Regions from separate parts of the Macaca mulatta genome. Here region 2 is linked to region 1. Evidence: chromatin contacts called from public Hi-C data. All regions are on one chromosome and are shown on one strand. Each heading gives the region's core, a stretch centred on a gene start, on an enhancer-like site or on the middle of the called end of the contact. The rest is flanking DNA. Distances are from core to core; before and after follow the strand shown. Region 1 has its middle 51 kb from the start of S1PR1. Region 2 overlaps LOC144332644 (a long non-coding RNA gene).

What was found. Hi-C and Micro-C count contacts between places; a contact is called where the count stands out from the background.
Region 2: a contact with region 1 is called in a Hi-C map of CD4 T cells, with 3 times the contacts expected there. The contact joins two enhancer-like sites. A contact is called at or near these places in 2 of 14 Hi-C or Micro-C datasets (CD4 T cells and fetal cortex germinal zone).

The regions. Positions count from the first base shown.
Region 1 is chr1:138,975,058-138,980,676 of T2T-MMU8v2.0, forward strand. No RefSeq gene overlaps it. Among named protein-coding and RNA genes, the nearest start is that of S1PR1, 51 kb to the right of the region's middle. Within about 2 kb of position 2,999, at least 6 of the 40 cell types and tissues checked have an H3K27ac peak or open chromatin away from gene starts, as enhancers often do. A contact at or near this core is called in CD4 T cells, where this site is marked.
Region 2 is chr1:139,138,194-139,143,153 of T2T-MMU8v2.0, forward strand. All of the region lies in intron 2 of LOC144332644 (a long non-coding RNA gene), which reads left to right. Among named protein-coding and RNA genes, the nearest start is that of DPH5, 100 kb to the right of the region's middle. Within about 2 kb of position 2,293, at least 6 of the 40 cell types and tissues checked have an H3K27ac peak or open chromatin away from gene starts, as enhancers often do. A contact at or near this core is called in CD4 T cells, where this site is marked.

The sequences.
Region 1 (5,619 bases), core at 1,749-4,248:
TCACAGATGGGGGAGGAGTTAGAAGGTTACAAGGTGGGGTACCACAGTCATCAGGGGGATTCTTCACCACCGCAGAAAGGCAAGTCTATGGTGCGTGGACTCGCCTGGAAATCAGAGTACACCAAATATGACTCAAGACCAGTTTAGATTCTGGGAAGATAAATAGGGCAAAGAAATGCTCTCATGAAGCATTAGTAAAATAAGACCCACACGAAAAAAGAAAAGAAGACCAAATACCACAATGAAAAGTCCTGAGCGCAGCATTGGGTGCTCCCTTCCAACTGAAGCATAAAATTTCAACCGCATTGCTTTCCCAGAGCCACTGCAACCACTGGGTTCATCAAATCCAATTCCTCCTTTTGGTGGTCAAGAACTTGAAACCACAGAGATGCACTGACGTAGAGAACCCTGAGGCCATCTGTCCCAATTTTCTGAGATGGTGCTACACTTTGTAGCACTTTTTTCTACTGCAGGAGCTCAAAACCCTTTTAAAAATACAATACATTAATACCACGGAGGATATGCTTCTAGCAACAGGAAGGGCCTTTAACAAAGAAAAGGCACACTGTCCCCCTTCAAAGTATTTTACTGGGAGGTTATATACTTCATCCCAGCTGCTAGTGCTTAAGGATATATCGTTTCTTTGACTTTTTTTTTTTTTTTTTTTTTTTGAGACAGTGTCTTTCAGGCTGGAGTGAAGTGGTATGATCTCAGCTCACTACAACCTCCATCCACCATGGCTCAAGCAAAGCTCCCACCTCAGCCTCCCAAGTAGCTGGGACTACAGGCACACGCCTCCACACCCAGCTAATTTTTGTACTTTTTGTAGAGACAAGGTCTCACCATGTTGCCCAGGCTGGTGTCGAACTCCCAGCCTCAAGCAATCCTCCCACCTCCGCCTGCAGAAGTGCTGGGATTACAGGTGTGAGCCATCACACCTGACACATCTTTTCTTTATTCCTAAAATTCATCTAATCTTTATCCTTTAAGATGAATAATTGTGTGAAATAGCTTAAAGTCCTTTGTTCCTAGTTATGCTGATTAAAGTAGTTATCAGACAGGATATAATACCATTTTTAAATAATAAACTAAATAATCTGGACATAGTGGCTCATGCCTATAATTCCAACACTTTGGGAGGTCAAGGTGGGAGAATCGCTTGAGGCCAGGAGCTCAAGACCAGCCTGAGCAACATAGGAAGACCTTGTATCTACAAAAAAAACATTTAAAAATTAGCCCAGTAGGCCGGGTGCGGTGGCTCACTCCTGTAATCCCAGCACTTTGGGAGGCCAAGGTGGGCAGATCACCTGAGGTCAGGAGTTCAAGACCAGCCTGACCAACATGGTAAAACCCCCTTTCTACTAAAAATACAAAAATTAGCCGATTGTAGTGATGGGCGTCTATAATCCCAGCTACTTGGGATTACAATTCTCCTGCTGAGGCAGGAGATTTGCTTGAACCCAGGAGGTGGAAGTTGTGGTGAACCGAGATGGTACCACTGCACTCCCTCCTAGGCAACAGAACAAGACTCCATCTCAAAGACAAAAACAAAACATAGCCCAGTATGGTGACATGTGCCTGTGGTCCCAGCTACTTGGGAGGTTGAGGCAGGCAGATCCCTTGCGCCCAGGAGGTCGAAGCTACAGTGAGCTATAATTGTGCCATCCAGCCTGGGTGACAGAGTGATACATAAATAAACCAAATAGATAAACTCAATAAATACATGAACTAAATAAATTGATTTCCTCACTTGGTTCCTTATGGAGGCTTTTCATAGAGAGTTGTCAACCTCTTACTGTGTTGGACACTGCAAGAAGAATGGATGGTTTCCATGGTCCCTGCTGTCAAGAAGCTTACATTAGAAGGCAATGCTTACTCGAGCAAACATGCTTCATTACCAGCAAAAGTGAAAAACTATGACATGTGAGAAGAAAGCAAGCCATCGTTTTGATTTGAAGAGTAAGGAAAAGCATCATAGGAAAAGTAGCATCTTAGTTGGCCATTGGTGGAAAAACATAGAATTTTAATAAGGAAAGAAAGGCATAAAAAGAACATTCCAAGCTGAATAAGAATAACAAAGTCATGGAGATGTGAAAGTGCAGGGTAAGTTCAGGAAATAGGAAACTGCTATGTGGTTAAAGCAATGGGCATGTGGGAGATGGTGGTAGAAGATGCAACCCGATCAGGCAGGAGCACAAACATCAGACTCTGTATTGCAGCAGACCCAGGAGAGCATTTTCTGTCAGATTTTCAACAATGACAGCCTTGTTAGAATAAGTGGGTGACTTCCCGTGATAACTACTTCGAAGGACAACATTCACTGAGGTGCTTCAGTTCTAGGACTGCTTAAAACCAAATCACGTCCCATTGCTTGATAACTACAGCTGATAAAATCATGTCTCAGTACAGGAAAATTTGGCACCAATTAGGTAAGTCATCAGGCTTCAGCGCAGAGTCATCAGCAAAGCCACAAAGGAGGAAGAGGCTTAGTCCTTCTGGGCAGTCTGGCAAATGAAGTTACTAAGTATAAACATAAAGTCTTCCAGGCAGTCCCCTTGGGAAAATCTGTTTCTGGCTTGGGGGAATTGGAGAGGTCTCTTTTAGGATCAGGAGTTACAGGGGATGAGGATGGTGGGGGAAGGGGTGTGTGGACTGAGTCTGGGAAAGACCTAGCATCGTGGAGTGTTCAGGTGCAAAGGACAGAAATCAAGAAAGAAGCCCAGTTATTCCCTAGCACCAAGATAAGATAGAGATGGTGGGGACAACTTGCTCAAGATAAGAGCACCCATGGCAGCACAACTAATTCCAAATGCTACAAGCTTGTGGTTCAAGACTACTGATAGAATACCCTTAGCTCCACCCACAGAGTTTCTAATTTAGCGAGCTAAATTAGACCTAAGTTGGGCTGAGAATTTGATTTTCTAAGAACTTCTGAGGTGGTGCTGATGCTGCTAGTCTAAGAACCTCCGACCTAGAACTTGTGAGTCACAGCCCTCAGGTGACATGTTTAGCAGCTGAATCTGAGAGAAACTGCAAAGGGTAGGAGTTGACAGTTTCCAGCCCAGACTACCTGCGGGGGATCTGTATGCTCGGGAGACTGATAAACATCCAAACAAGCAACAATCCAAGACAGATAGTGATCATGCGATAAAAAGAAGGCAGAAAGAGAAGGTTAAAGGAAGGAAGCAGAGAAGGAATCTGGCTATTTGCCTGGAGACAACCACCCAGTAGAGCAGAATGGAACTGAATCACTGGCCAGTTACTCAGAAGCTACAACTCAATTGTCACCTGGCTGCATCTAGAATCATCTACGGAGCTTTCCAAAACTGCCAGGTGCTAAGCCTCACCCCCCAGACAAATTAAATCAGAATCCTGTGGATGGGGCTCTGACTGTGGGAGTTTCTGAAAGCTCCCAGATGATTCAAACATGCAATTAGGGTTGAGAGTCGCTGTTCTAAGGGAAATTTGATCCTGTTTAAAGAAAGAAAGAAAAAAATATCCAATAGAGAAATCTATGGAAGAAGCAGTCTATCTCTAGTTAACTTAAAATGTAACAAGATTTCTAAAATGGTTGGTCTTCACCTTCTTACTCTGTCCTTCCCAAACCTTCAAATTCATTTACAGCTGTGGATACATCCAGCACTGTGCCTGAGCAGTTTCTTTTATCTTTATTTATTTATTTATTTATTTTAAAATAAAGATGGGGTCTTTCTGTGTTGCCCAGGCTGGTCTCAAACTCCTGGGCCGAGCGATCCTCTTGCCTCAATCTCCCAAGTACTGGAATTACAGTTGTGAGCCATACTTCTCAGCCTACGGAGCAGTTTCCGTGCTGTTGTGCACCCCCATGCTTTGATTACTGTGGATCATGATTATGGATTATGGTTAACAGCAGCCAAACAAGCCTTGTAGCTGAAAATATTGGAAGAGGCCTTCTCCTAGAGCTCACTCTCTTCCTGTCTCTCAGGGGTCTGGCGCCAAGACAAATGGTTTTTATCTCTGCATAGCTACAAATCTATGGATCATTTATTTTACATTAGATTAAAAATGTGAGTGTAAGAGTCAATGCCGCCAAGCATGGTGCCTCACGCCTGTAATCCCAGCAACTCTGGAGGCAGGAGGATCACTTGAGCCCAGGAGGTCAAGGCTGCAGTGAGCTATGATCGCACCACTGCACTACAGCGTGGGTGACAAAGTGAGACCTTGTCTCTAAAAACATTTAAAAGAATAAAAATAAAAAAGAGTCAATGCCCTTACAAAAGACATTTATAGAGTATCTAGTCAAATTTTATACATCTATGTCTGAGTATACTGAAGTATAAGTGAAATGTTATATGAAACTGCAATACATAAATAGATAAAAAGAAGCACTATAGAACAGTGTGTATGATGTTATTATTTGTGTTAATAAAAGAAAGGGGTTGGGCAATATGGGGGGATATCTCTAAAAATATAGAGAATAGATTGTGACATTGGTCTCCTCTACGTTGGGACAGATTAGTGAGGAGACTTCTTGCTATGTGCTCTTTTCTACCTCTTGAATTTTGAATCACATACATGGATTACCTATTCAAAACCAAATTTTTTTGAATTCACTTTTTATAAAGCCTGCTCTGGTTGAAGCAGTCTGGAGCTTCCTTTTCAACCTTCCCCCTTCATCCCAAGCCCTCACACCCAAAGATCCATGAAGACTTCTAAACCCACGGTGTTCCTCAGAAGACGCCTGCCCCGCATGGGGTTTGGTGGAAAACTGCTAAACCATTTCACTCCCACATTTTTGTTTTCTTATTTTTTGTAACAACAGGTCTCACTATATTGCCCAGCCTGGTCTCGAACTCCTGGACTCAAGTAATCCTCCCTCCTTGGCCTCCCAAAGTGCTGGGATTACAGGGGTAAGCCACTACGTCTGGTCCAACCCCGCATTTTTGAGCAGCCAGAGCTGTTATAGAGAGGCCCGGTGATTTGTTCAAAGTCACACAGCTAACATATATATCAAAATCTGATTCTTTCTCCAGTGTTTTTTTTTTTCTATGCCCCCTCAAACATTTAATCCTTTCAACACAGGCTCTCAGATACTTAATGAACTTCTATACCTATGCCAAAGAGATAGCATTAGTACAAACACACAACAGTGGCAGAAGAAAATGTACGGAACAGACACCAACTAAGTAAGCACAAGCCTCCCAGTCACAACATTAATTATACAACAACAGCCCTCACCACTTGTGAGCTATTAACCACTGCAGTATAAAAAGGTTTATGTAGCTTATTTGAATGTTTGTGGCATGCGTCACAAGACAAACATTTGGAAGATGAAAGCTCCACAGATTTCTTTGGTGCTGGCACAGCCCCAGTGACCACTAGGTGGCAGTAATTTCCTAACAACAATAAGGCTGCAGGCCTAGAACCCTTAGAAAGTGAAACAATGAATTAACATCACATATGTGACTACACAGCCTTAGTACAAAGCTCCAAATAATTCATTCGCTTGATAAGCTATGCCACTATTGTAACAGCCGAGAATGTTTTAGTTTATGTCACAAGTAGGCTGAAATCAGCCTTTGGGCAGAATCTGGTCAGCAATGTGTTTGTCTAGGGTAGTGTTTGGTTTTGTTGTTTTGT
Region 2 (4,960 bases), core at 1,043-3,542, 160 kb after region 1:
AACTATTCTTCACTGGTGAAGCCTAAGGTAAGAAATAGGAAGCGATGGAGATAACGCTGCAGAAGGATAGGGGCTGAAGAACCTTTGAAGGTTGAAAAGAATGCCAAGTAGTCTGCTGTGGCTGGAATATAAGATGCATGGGGAAAAAATGGTTGTTGCTGAGGTTGTGCAGATAGTATAGAACCGCCTAAAACTAATGTGTACTGTGGATCTGTTTTTAACTTTTTAACAGGTATGGTCCCCTCAAGAATAGATCCTTTCTATGGATCCACTCCCCAGAAACCTATGGAGCATCTCAAATATCTTAATGCCCATACATTGCTCTCCAGGGGTTCTCAGGTCTCAGTTAAGAACTGTTGCTTTACAGCAGTGCTGTTGGAGCTCTTATGTAATGACCTACATAAAAATAGTAATATTTGGATAATATGCTGGGTTACCGATAGAAGTTGCTTCAGGTCGGAGGCAATTAACTGGGGTTCTGGCTGCTTTCTCCCACCCAGGGTGCCTCAGAGGCTAAAGTGATTAAATATCATGCCACTTTTGTAACCTATTTTGTATTCACTCTTCTGAAGATTCTTAAGAGTAAGAGTGAAACTATCAGTGCCACTTTTGAAAGGACAATTCCATCATCAATGTAAAGAGTAGACAGGAGGCAATCCGATCAGTTAGAAGCTTTCCTAGAAGAGTGTAGGAAAGTGACTTCAAAGGCTTGTCATATGTCATTAGTGGTGAGGATAAAAAGGAGGGTATTCTAGAGCTTTTTAAGGCTAGAGTCAAAAGACTTGATGCCTGTGGTAGCTTCCAAATTTCTATATACTAGGAGTTTAAGGGTTTCAGTTGGGTTAGAAAAAGGACTTTGGTTTATAGCAGCACAATTCACATTTGCAAATACATGAAGTCTGTCTAAAAGCCCATCAAACAAGTGGATAAAGAAAATGTGATACACACACACACACACCATGGAATGCTACTCAGCCATAAAATGGAATGAAATAATGTCATTTGCAGCAACCTGGATGTAATTGGAGGTCATCATTCTAAGTGAAATAACTCAGGATTGGAAAACCAAACACCAACATCGTATGTTCTCAATTGTAACTGGGAGCTAAGCTATGAGGATGCAAAGACATAAGAATGATATAATGGACTTTGGGGACTGAGGGGGAAGGGTAGGAGGGGGATGGAAGATAAAAGACTACACATTGGGTACAATGTACACTGCTCAAGTGATGGGTGTACCAAAATCTCAGAAATTACCACTAAAGAACTTTTCCATGGAACCAAACACCACCTGTTCCCCAAAAACTATGGAAATAAAAAAAGTTTTTTTAAAGAAAAGAAAAAAGACTTTGGGAAATTTGGGGGACCATCAAATATGTTAATGTAGATTGTTCACTGCACAAGTGAAGTCTTTTTGGTGTATGCAAAATAACTGTCAAAGTAGTTTACCTGAAGAGGTGCTGTTTTAAAACTCAAATGTAAGCATGAATCAGTGAAGTCTTCTTTCAGCTTAGATGCTGCAGGAGGTTTTAACCCAATAAAAGGTGACTTGATAAGCAATATTATTGTTTAAAATGTTGCCACAAACTTAACGAAAAGTCTAATAAATTGATTTTCATCTCAGATATCTGATGTCTTATATATTTTTATAAGCAATGGTAATGAACATAGGGCTTTTTTTCTCCCCTCATCATCACATTTTAGTTTTATCTGATCAAAAAGGTGTGGTTCATGATCCACAATAACCACTAAGCTGCCTGAGAAGGAGCAGCACAGGGTATGAAATTCTTTTAAGTATGCAGTAATGAGTATAAATCAAATAGATTATATCCAATGCTCTTGTACCTGATCCTGTGAACATCACTGATCTAATTAAAAGTATGTCCACCAGGTTCTTCTTCTGCATTATTTTTGTCAACATGGAGGTGGCATAGATACAATTTTATTTTTTTCTAGATAAAACTGTTGAGGGGATTTCCTTCCTGCTTCCTTCCCTCTTTAAACTCTCTGAAACAGACTTTTAGAGGTTTCTTGTTTTCATAAATGATTACATTAATACTTTGAATTTTAAACTGATTTTTTTTTCTCTCCTGGAATCAAACCATGATTAGATTTTCTTGATCTGTGGCAGTTGAGAACTCAGGCAATCCTCAAAGAAGCAGACTGCAGCTTAGGAAGGAGCCGCTGACCACACTGGTCTATGACCCAGGTGCTTTGCTGTTATCTGTTACAGGCAGCTGCTCTGTTTTATACAAAGTTCATTTGAAGACTACGAGAAACATTGAAGTCAGATGCATGAGAAGGCAAAGCTGAGCATGTCAACAAAGAGAATGAGCTTGATCTATTGCATAGCTCACAGGGAGTTAAAAAACAAGGCAGGGAAACAGAGTGGTTTCAGAGAGATTCCCACCCCACTTTACAGCAGGAAGGAAGCCCAACCCTCAGAGACTCAGGGAGGAAAGCAACGCTAGATGGATTCTCCTGCACAAAGTGCCCCACACACAGAGTCATGTGAATTTGCATAGATGCACAATGCATGCAGCACTTCCTCCTCTTCTCAAACCTGTTGTGAAGATGTGCTTCTACTCCAGGCTTACTGTGGCTGTTCTTTATGTGATTCAAGAATCAGAGAAGGTTCCCCGAACAAAAAATAGTGTGCCATTGTGCTTCCCCAGCCAGGTGGATGAGCAAACAGTTGTAATCGCATTCTCCAGAAGCCCAGGTCTTGTCAAAAAGGGGTTCTGAAAAATCTATCATCTTTACTATTAACCTAATTGTTAACCCCACCCCAAGATTTTTTTCAAATTTTTCAATATTGTGCCATGGTTGAAAACGAATTTTTATTAAATGTATCAAAACTTTTAGTACTAAAATAATCTCATCTATGTCTCAGGATGGGATTCATTTCCATCAGAAACCCTTAAGATTGCTGAAAAATATAAATTTCCCATACAGATTCCTTTAGAGGTAGTGGGATATTAGACTTACATTCATAAACAATGAGGATGTAACTAAACTTGATACAAACTGGGCTGGGCACAGTGGCTCTCACCTGTAATCCCAGCACTTTGGGAGGCCGAGGCATGCGTATCACGAGGGCAGGAGTTTGAGACCAGCCTGGCCAACATAGTGAAACCCCGTCTCTACTAAAAATACAAAAATTAGCCAGGTGTGGTGGCACGTGCCTGTAGTCCCAGTTACTCTGGAGGCTGAAGCAGGAGAATCGCTAGAACCTGGGAGGCAGTGGTTGCGGTGAGCTGAGACCATGCCGTTGTACTCCAGCCTGGGTGAAAGAGAAAAAAAAAAAAAAAAAGATGATACAAGTTGTCAGTGTATCATAACCAAATCATAATTTCATTGCAATGGAAACTCAAGCTTGATTTCCAACCCCCGCATTTTCTGGCCCTATTTACAGCATGACCCCAAAGCCGATCAGACATTATAACCAGTAATGCAAATAATGATTTGATTGTTTTAAAGGAGAGATAAGATTTAATTTCCTTCAGTTGTGCATCTTCAGATTCTTCATATTAGAGCTTTATTTATTAAAATATTGAAAACAATATTAGAAATGTAATTTTTATTATAAAAATAAAGGCCTAGAAGTATAGAATGCGATGTATACAATTCCAGTGGTAACTTTTCCCTGAGTAAAAATGATCTATTGTATATTTCACTCAGAAAATGAGCATTCTACTTTTGTTTTAATATAACAAATATGATAATAAATTAAACTTGATTAAAATTATGATAGGTAACACCACAGTATATTACTGTGAAGACGGTTAAGAAAAAGATGACCCAGAGGGAATCTGAAATCTTTTTTTTTTTTTTTAAGACAGAGCCTCGCTCTGTCACCCAGGCTGGAGTGCAGTGGCGCCATCTCGGCTCACTGCAACCTCTGCCTCCCAGTTTCAAGCGATTATCCTGCCTCAGCTTCCAAGTAGCTAGGACTACAGACATGTGCCACTACACCCAGCTAAATTTTTGTATTTTTAGTAGAGACAGGGTTTCACCATGTTGGCTGAACATGATGGTCTCGATCTCTTGACCTCGTGATCCACCCGCCTTGGCCTCCCAAAGTGCTGGGATTACAGGTGTGAGCCACCGTGCCAGGCCAGGAATCTGAAATCTTAATGTAGATAGGGATAATTCTAATATTTATAATTTACCAATAAGCTCAAAACTTCCATTTCAACCAACTTTGTCAATCTTCTTTCTCAATGTGGCCAAATCCATATTAAATATAAATACAAGTATATGTTAAACTTCAATAGAAACTTTAAAAACTAGGCTAATATGCATATTTTACCAGTATATTTAGGAAATAAGTTGTTTTGGTTGAATGAGTTTTCTAGTTTAGCAAGGATAAGAAAACTCTTTTGTTGTTTTGACCCACATAGTGAAAAACCTAACTAAAATATATTCATTTACTATTTTCCCTTCATGGGAAGAATATGACAACCATAAATAAGAAAATGATCCTGAATCTTAGAATGCTGAGGCTTTTGCTTTTCTCATTCCTTAATTTATTCATTATTCACAAATTTACTGAGCATTTACTATGTGCTAGGCACTATTCTGATACAAGCTCTATTTGGTGATTATTATACGTGCCATAGAAGACAATATAAACCATGGAGCTCAATATATAAAAATTCAAAGTTATACCTTGGAAACATCTCTTAAAAATCCTATGTAGTCTGGGTATGGTGGCTCATGCCTGTCATCCCAGCATTTTTGGGAGGCTGAGGCAAGAAGATGGCTTGAGCCGAGGAATTTGAGGCCAGCTTGGGCAACATGGCAAGACCCCATCTCTACAAAATATTTAAAAATTATTCAGTTGTGGTAGTACATGCCTGTAGTCCCAGCTACTCAGGAGACAGAGGCAGGAGAATTGCTTTAGCCTGGGAGGTGAAGGCTCCAGTGAGCCGTGTTTGTACCCTGTGCTCCAGCCTGG